Linked DNA regions of Pan troglodytes: region 2 is linked to region 1. The links are chromatin contacts, called in public Hi-C maps. All regions are on one chromosome and are shown on one strand. Each heading gives the region's core, a stretch centred on a gene start, on an enhancer-like site or on the middle of the called end of the contact. The rest is flanking DNA. Distances are from core to core; before and after follow the strand shown. Region 1 holds the start of TMEM161A (transmembrane protein 161A). Region 2 overlaps GATAD2A (GATA zinc finger domain containing 2A).

The links. A called contact is a pair of places that touch in the nucleus more often than the background predicts.
Region 2: a Hi-C map of stem cell-derived neural progenitor cells shows a contact between it and region 1, with 5 times the contacts expected there. The contact joins the enhancer-like site here to the promoter of TMEM161A in region 1. A contact is called at or near these places in 1 of 7 Hi-C or Micro-C datasets (stem cell-derived neural progenitor cells) and 1 of 1 datasets of contacts at active chromatin or transcription factors (stem cell-derived excitatory neurons).

Annotation. Positions count from the first base shown.
Region 1 is chr20:21,791,515-21,795,668 of NHGRI_mPanTro3-v2.0_pri, reverse strand. TMEM161A (transmembrane protein 161A) reads left to right here and starts at 1,943. Exons shown (of 11, transcript XM_016935562.2): 1 at 1,943-2,060. The coding sequence starts at 1,958.
Region 2 is chr20:22,143,195-22,147,348 of NHGRI_mPanTro3-v2.0_pri, reverse strand. All of the region lies in intron 2 of GATAD2A (GATA zinc finger domain containing 2A), which reads right to left. Among named protein-coding and RNA genes, the nearest start is that of TSSK6, 26 kb to the left of the region's middle. Within about 2 kb of position 1,723, at least 12 of the 24 cell types and tissues checked have an H3K27ac peak or open chromatin away from gene starts, as enhancers often do. A contact at or near this core is called in stem cell-derived neural progenitor cells, where this site is marked.

The sequences.
Region 1 (4,154 bases), core at 694-3,193:
GGCTGGTCTCAAAATTCTGGGTTCAAGCGATCCTCCAGCCTAAGCCTCCCAAGTAGCTGTGACTACAGGCATACGCCAAGCCACCATGCCTGGCTGGACTCAAGTCTTCAACACTTCCCACCTGGTCCCTTCTGTCCCTTCCCCACTCAGGAGGGGTGAGCCACGGTCCTCATGGCAGTGATCAATGGCTGTGGAGGTCCAGCTGAGCATGCAGCCCCTGCCACCTCCAGCAGCGCCACTGCCACATGCACAGATGATGCAAACTCTTCAGCCAGTTACCCACCCTTCTGTTCTGAGGACCTCCCCGACAATGATCCTGGCCTTCCTTCCACATGGGCTGAAGAACTACCTACTCACTGGCACCCCAACCCCGCACATCCAGACCAGGACCAGGGACTGAGCAAGAGGAAAAGGGTCAAGGTAGCGGGTACCCTGGGGGAAACTGAGGCATGGCCAGAAAGAGCCTTCCCAGCCTTTGGATCTCGCCCTCACGGTGGACAAGAAGTCAGGCCAGTCCCTGATGTTAGTGCCCACAGGCTAAGCACCCAGTGTGAGGTCCATAAAACTATGGGCCGCTTTCTAAGGCTGGGAGCCCCCAGGGCCACAAGTGAGACTGGTTTGACTTCTCCATCCCAGGGAGACTGCGCTTTTGCCCTCCACCACGAGGTGGCGTGCGATAGTGCGCTTAGGATTCAGCACTTGCCAGCCGAAAGTTAAAAAAAATAAAATATAAACCAGGCCCGGTGGCTCACCCCTGTAATCTCAGCACTTTGGGAGGCCGACGTGGGCGGATCACCTCAAGTCGGGAGTTCGAGACCAACCTGATCAACATGGAGAAACCTCATCTCTACTAAAAATGCAAAATTAGCCAGTCGTGGTGGCGCATGCCTGTAATCCCAGCTACTCGGGAGGCTGAGGCAGGAGACTCACTTGAACCCAGGAGGCGGAAGTTGCGGTGAGCCAAGATCACACCATTTCACTCCAGCCTGGGCAACAAGAGCGAAACTCCGTCTCAAGAAAAAAAAAAATTAATACACAAATACATAATAAAATGTAAAAACGAAAAGGTAATTACTCAGGCCCCACACACAGGAACCCACCCCCATAAAGATGCTCAGACACTCAGTCATACCCAATATATGTCTACACTCAGGCAGACACACTCATCCACAGAAAGACAAATGGCAAAACCGAGGCACAAACACCAGAAGCGCTTTCCTCCTAGCGGTGAAATAAAGAACATCAGATCCCTGAAGCTGACATTTGGTCCTTGATCCAGCCATGCCTGAAGCTGACACTACGGCTAGTATTTTCTGTCACATGAGCCAAAAATTTTCCTTTTTTGCTTGAACCCATGTTAGTTGATATTTTGTGGAGCACAGCCAGAGTCCTAGCTGATAGAGATGAATAAGGCACTTGCCAGGTGAAAAAGATTGAGGCATTCTTTTTTGCTTTTGTTTTGTTTTTACTTTAAGATTGAGGCATTCTTGAAGGCATTGCAAGATGTAGGATATTTACAAAGGCCTGGAGGTATGAGACAGCATGGTGGGTGCAAGTTGTACTATAGGGTGCACAATAGTGCTAGCAGCAGATTTAAGTCAGGCAGAAGGGTCTGAATTCAGTCTGAGTACTTAGCCTACTTAGTACTTAGGAGTACTAAGTACTTCGTCTACTAAGTGGGAGCCATTGAATGTTCTTGATGGGGGGGAGGGAGTTCTACTCTCAGAAACGTCCCTTAGGTGGGAATAAATGCTTTCGCTGCAAACCTTTGAGATAAGTGTAGGAAAGAGAAAACTAAGCCTTAAGAGAGGTCGGCCACGCAGGCCTCCCAGACACAATCTTGACTTTGATCGAGCCGAACCAGCGTATCTGAACTACAATTTCCGGCATGCAACGCGAGCGGCCTCCTCGTCCCTGGTGATTTGCCGGCTCAGAACATACTGATTGGTCGGACGGGATGCTCGTCAGACCAGAGTCGGGCTCTAATTGGTCGAGTTTCCGCAGAGTGCCCGGAGCCCTAGGCCGGTGGGTGAGTGCACCGCGTTCTCGCACGCGTCATGGTGAGCGAGCGTCCCGCGAAGTGGGGGGTTCTGCAGAGCCGAGGTCCAGCCGAAGGGGTCCAGGGAGACACTGAGGGAATGGATTGGGGTTTCTTCTTGGGGATTGGAGGCTCTGAGGGATTCGGGGGCACGCTGAAGGCCGTGTGTCCCTCTCTGGGAGCCCTGCTCTCGCTACAGGACCTCCGAGGGAGTCGGCGGGAGTTGTACCCAGGGGGACTAGAAGCCCCTAAGCGTTCTGGGAATTCTGCCCTCGAGACCTTTTAGGGGTCTGGGATCCTTTTGAGGGGTCGTGGTCCCACAGAGGGGACTGGGGACCCCAGCACATTTGGAACCTGGTTAAGGCGGTGTGGGGTCCTGTTGGGGGTCCACTCTGGGGACGGGGGTCCTGCAGGAGCGTGGGGGCCGCGCTGACAGGATCCATCGGGGGTCCCTGCTATATCGGGGTGTGTGGAACGGGCAGGGGAGGCCGTGGGAGGTGGACTCAGGAGGTCTGGTTGGCCTCAGGGCGGGCAAGGTTCTCAGAGTGGGAGACAGGAAAGTTGGAACCTTCAGGTCTCACGGGGCTCTGGGTCCAACCCATTGGGTGTGTTCTTAAAACTTAGCCCAGCCCCTGGGGGTCAGGCTGGTGCAGGGAGATGGGGGACTCCCACAACCCTGACGGGACCGGCCTGGGCAGAGAGAGGGACGTGGAACTGGAGGGTCTCTGCCTGGGACCATCCCCGAGGAGGGGCGCTGGAGATGGCCCTGAAGGAAGGGCACTGATGGCCGGAATTATTGAAAGTGGGGCGTCGTCCCAGGCGGAGGTGCAGGACGCTGTAGGAGATGAAGGCACAGGCTCCCGGGAATGAGGAGGGAGGCTGCATTGATTTTATCAGGGTTCTTGAGTTCGAGAATCCTAAATCCAGTGAAGGGAAAAGAAGGAGCTGATGGAAGACTCCAGAAAATCCTTGCAGATGTCTGCAGAGCCCTGACCCTGAGACAGGAGGCTGGGTGGAGGGCAGGGCCATCAGAACATCCCTGGACAGACCTCTGGGAGCCTTAGGTGGAGAGATGCACCCCTCCACCACCTTTTCCCTTGGGGGGTTTGGGGGGGGGGTCATTGATGAAGAGCCCAAAGGTCCAGGAAGACCTCTGAGACTCCAGTGGTTGGGTGCAGGGAGGGCTGAGGAGAGAGCTGAGCTGTGGGGAGGTGGAGGGATGGTCTCTAGCTATGCCTGCAGGGTGCAGAACCAAGTTGGGGGCTGACTGTGAGACTAGGAAGGGCCTGAACCACCTGGAAGGGTATGGGATGATGGGTGAGTGCTAGGATCTCCCAGGAGAGCCTGGAGGAGGCTACTGGTTGAGCTCAGCAGAGAGGTCTGGGCTGGAGGTGTCACCGTGCTGAGGTTTTGATGGGCTGGCTGATTGGGTGGTTAAAACCCTGGCAGGTCACAGGAGAGAGGTCGGAGAGAGAGGAGAAAAACAGACTAGGGGGTGGGAGGGCAGGGTCCTAGGGGAAGGGTGGGGCTTCAACAGCCCTGACCCACTGGCTTGCAGGGGCCCATGGGCTGGCACTCATGGTCCCTAAGTGCCAGCCAGCCAGTCTGCACTAGGGTCCCGGGGAGGGCGAGCAATGAGGACTTAGAGATGAGAAAGATGCCGCCACCAACCTCATTACTGAAAAAAGATTTCTGGTCTCAGTTTACAAGTCACAGGTACAGAGAAAATGTCCTATTAGTCTGTTATTTTATGTATTTTTATTTTATTATTATTATTATTTTGTTTTGAGACAGAGTCCCACTCTGTTGCCCAGGCTGGAGTGCAGTGGCACAATCTCGGCTCACTGCAACCTCTGCCTCCCAGGTTCAAGCAATTCTGCTGCCTCAGCCTCCCAAGTAGCTGGGATTACAGGCGCCCACCACCATGTCTGGCTAATTTTTGTATTTTTAGTAGAGACAAGGTTTCATCATGTTGGCCAGGCTCGTCTCAAACTCCTGACCTCAAGTGATCAGCCCGCCTCAGCCTCCCAACATGCTGGGATTACAGGCACGAGCCACCGCACCTGGCCTCAGCAGTCATTTTGAATTACCGTGCTAGGCCCGGTACCCATCACAT
Region 2 (4,154 bases), core at 474-2,973, 350 kb before region 1:
TGTACAGCTGACACTACTGAAGGCGCAAGGCTGAACACCTGCTGTGGTGTCGCTGACCCAACGCAAGTCCCAGAGATGGCACTTTGTCCCCAACCAAGCAGCTCCATTTGCTGACGGCACAAGGCAAACTGTCCCTGATGATCTGGGTTCATTGTATTCTTTCTTTTTTTTTTTTGAGATGGAGTCTTGCTCTGTCGCCCAGGCTGGAGTGCCGTAGTGCAATCTCGGCTCACTGCAACCTCCACCTCCCCGGTTCAGGTGATTCTCCTGCCTCAGCCTCCTGAGTAGCTGGGATTACAGGCATGCACCATCATGCCCGGCTAATTTTTTTTTTGTATTTTTGTACAGACAGGGTTTCACCATGCTGGCCAGGGTGGTCTTGAACTCCTGACCTCAGATGATCCGCCCACCTCGGCCTCATTGTACATTCATCGAAGTGAATCAAGTCCATTTTTTTTGTCAGCAGGAAAACCAGCCAAGGACAGAACACGTCCTCTAGGTGGCACTGTGACCCAGAGAACAAACTCGGACAAAGTTAACTGGTTGCCGCAGCTCAAAGTTGTCCTGGCTCTTGCTCTGCCAGGGTCTAGTTGATAATTAGACCCCGGCAGGGTTGAGGAGAGTCGCTAGGATGAAGAACCTGACTCCGCTCTAGCAGCCCTCGGGACCTCTGAGGTCCCCTCCACACCCATGAGCTGCGTCCTCAGGGAAGGGTAGACACAGAGCACCAGAGGTTAAGGCTTCACCAATGCTACCCTGGACTCGCCAGATGCTGGACTCAGGAACCGCTTTATTTGCTCTCCTCTGGTCCCTCCTAATTCCACCCACCACAGCTACGTGGTGGCTGTACCTGAACGCCGGTCCTAGCCCTGATGAAGCAGCTTCTCACCAGAGACCTGGGCGTGGACAGAAAGGTACGATTTCGAAGTATACAATCCCCCAGGCAAGGGGTTATCAGCCCACATTCTGAAGCCCAGAACCGGGTAGTTTGTTTCTAAAGTAACCCAGGACACCTCACTCAGGTCTTAGCAAACCGCCAGCATGTCTCTCCTTGCTGCCGGCCCCATGCCGCCCAAGATCGACTTTCAAGGTGACCTCAGGGCTCTAATTCCAGGTTCCCTGGACGTGTACACACACTGAGCACCTCAGAGGCAGGCAGTCCCAAGGCTTCAGCACAGAGGTGCAGCAGCTGGCCTCCACCCAGGTGGCCTCCAAAGTGAACAGGGGAGCAGGGGGCCAAGGCAGCATCTTGTATAGAGTTACAGACACAATTCCTGGGCTAGCATGAGCTGAAATGAAATGACAGCCAAGCTCTAAGGCACTTAACACTTCTTATCATCTTATTGAGGGCGTGTGCTTCTTCCAGAGGTGAGATGTCTAATAAAATTCAAACCTGCCTGAGGGAAGAGGGTAGGCGAGGGGTCCAGACCACCTAGCAGCTGAAGCTGCCTGAGAGGGCTGCTCTGACCACAGCGCTCCCTGGCCCCATCTTGGCCTGCGACTAATCAATAACTCATCCAAGAGATGATGTCACCACCCATCAATGATCACTCAGCATCCCAGCAGCCAGCAGGGAGTGAACTTCCTGTATGCTAATCAGGCCACCAAAAAGTCATGTGACAAAGGCATTTCCCTCCTTGGTCACATGACCCTTTAACTGTGCCTTCCAACGTGAAAACCATGGCAACGGCCAGTTCCAACCGGTTTGTGACACGCAGCCTTCATTTTGAGAAGGGAGGTAAAGGTTCAGGTACTGTCAGAAAATGGAGGCGCCAGGCTCACCCCAGGGCTGTGGAGCTGCAGGCACTTCCTGTGTGGCGCCAGCCCACAGGGGACTGTTGCTGCACCACAGGCTCCAGTCACCTCTACATACACCGCACACAGCAGGGTCACTGGCCCCTCTAAGTTTCTAAAATGAAAAACTTTGTTAAGCTCACTTTTTAAAGGAGAGAGGCTTTAAGAGTCTCGGTACTTTCTAAAAGAGATCTTTAATTCAGGAAAAAGAGCATGTGGCTCAAAATGATTGCAGGTATTATTTCAGGGAAATATTTAATTATAAAAACTGTCTAAAGTAAACAAAACCAGTGGAAATCTAGCACAACATGCTGAGAGGGATGGCATCGTGGCCCAGGGACAGCGTCTGCCATTCACTCCACAGCAGCCGTTCCGGGCACCAAGTTTATTTGGAAGTGATGTGATAGTTCAGGACAAATCCCATAAGCCCGTCCTGCCCATCTTGAGAAGCCTTAATGTAAAACGTAGTGATCAAGAGATTTTATGTGACATACAAAAATCCCTGGAAGCAGGCCAGGCTGTTATCAGCGTAAATGGTCTCACCCGCTCCCTGCCACGCACCACCCCCACTCCCCGACCCGCTGGCACTGGCCCTGACCTCACAAGCACAGAAATTCTGTTACCTGCCAGGAACTTCCATAGAATTTCCTGGAGGAGAGGCCGGGATTATAAACTTAAACTGAGACACGATCCCACTTCCACAGCAAAAGGTTATGGCTTTCAGCTGCTCAGCAACCAGCGGCCAGTACGTGGTTAATATTTAGTGTCCCCTCAGCCAGTGCCGGGAAGGAGCCGTCCTTGGAGGCTGGGACCTTTGTGGTTCTCTGAACAGGCCTGCCTGGTATGCAGGAAAGACATACCCCTCTCCCTCATTCATTCATTCATTCATTCCTTACATCTGCTGAGAGCTCATTTAAAAAGCAGGTGCTACAGCAGGCAGTGGGGAGGAACCCCTGGATAAAAGGAATTTCTGTCCTTAGGGTTCAGTCTACCAGGATGGACAGACACAACAGGGGAGCGGCAGGTGGGGGCAAGGCTGTAGGTGGGCTTGGGGCTGGCCCCGTGAATGTCTGACCACTGCTGTCACTGCCATAGCAGCAGGGCAGCTTCTCCAGAACTTGTATAAATGAAGCGTGTCCTCCTTGCCCCAGACCTGCTTGATCAAAGTCTGTATTTCAGCAAGATCCCCCAAGTCTTGCACACACTAGGGAAGTTAGGGATGACCATGACCTGTAGCTCGTGAGGCCTCGGTACAAGAAATCCTCCTCCAGGCTGGCTTGGGGAGACAGGCAGGGCCCAGCAATGCCTTCTCCAGCCACAGAACCATTTCCCACTAGAACCTTTCCTCCTCACCTCTTTCAGGCCTAGCAGGGTGGGCTGCTGGCTGTGTGCAAGGGTGGGATGAGGGCTCTGCTAGAGCCAACACCAGCCCTGCCAGCTCACTTGTCCCTTGTGCAAACACTCATCTTGGGCACCTGTCATGAACCAAGCTGTTAACATCCCCCGCCCTCCTGGGGCCTGGCCCACAGACATGGCCCAGCATGGCCATGTTCTGTCTGCAGAACATCCCTCTTCAACTTGCCTCAGGAAGCCTGCCCGGCCCTGTCCCCTTGCCTTGGGGTGAAGGTCATGGCAGAACTCGGGGTTCCACTCGGGGGAGTGCAGGTCTGAGCAGAAACCCCCCAGAGCTTCCCAAGAAGGGCTGGCTGGTGGGTCTGTGTTCCTTAGCCACCCCCAGCCCAGTGACTGGCCCACCCACCCTCGGCCCAGCAAGCCCATCTAAGTGCCTTTGGCTCCCTGCACGGCACCCCACCCCACCCCCCTATGAAGATGAGCCCTCCCTCCCCCTGCCTTGCAGGGTGACATGTCAGCACCTGTCTGACAAGCAGGTTCCTGCACCCTGAGCTGGGGGCCATCACGACCTCCTTCAGGTGGGTGTGGCACCGGCACAGCACCCAGGGACCTATGGCCCCACTCTGTGGCACAGCCTCAGCTCCCAACAAGGGACAAGGTGTTCCCAGGACCAGATGAACAAAGGGCAAGGGGGTATCCAGCCCTGGGGTGATACCACAGCCCCAGAGAAGGGGGCAAGCCCCCATGTCCTCAGAGCCAGGAATCTCCTCCTAAGTCTATGATGGCTGGGGATGGGGGAGAGGCTGGCTGAGCCCGTCGTGTGAGGGTGCTAAGCCCTGAGCCTGCATGCTCCTGTGGAGTAGCTCCTTTAGCAAGCTGAGGCCTGGAGCTCACCGGCCACCCTTGCCCAGCCTTGGACTTCAAACGACTGCCGGCAAGTCAGGCTGTGGAGAGAGCCCTCACCCAGTGAGCTAGAAGACACCTGGGTCTCACTTGATTCTGCCTCT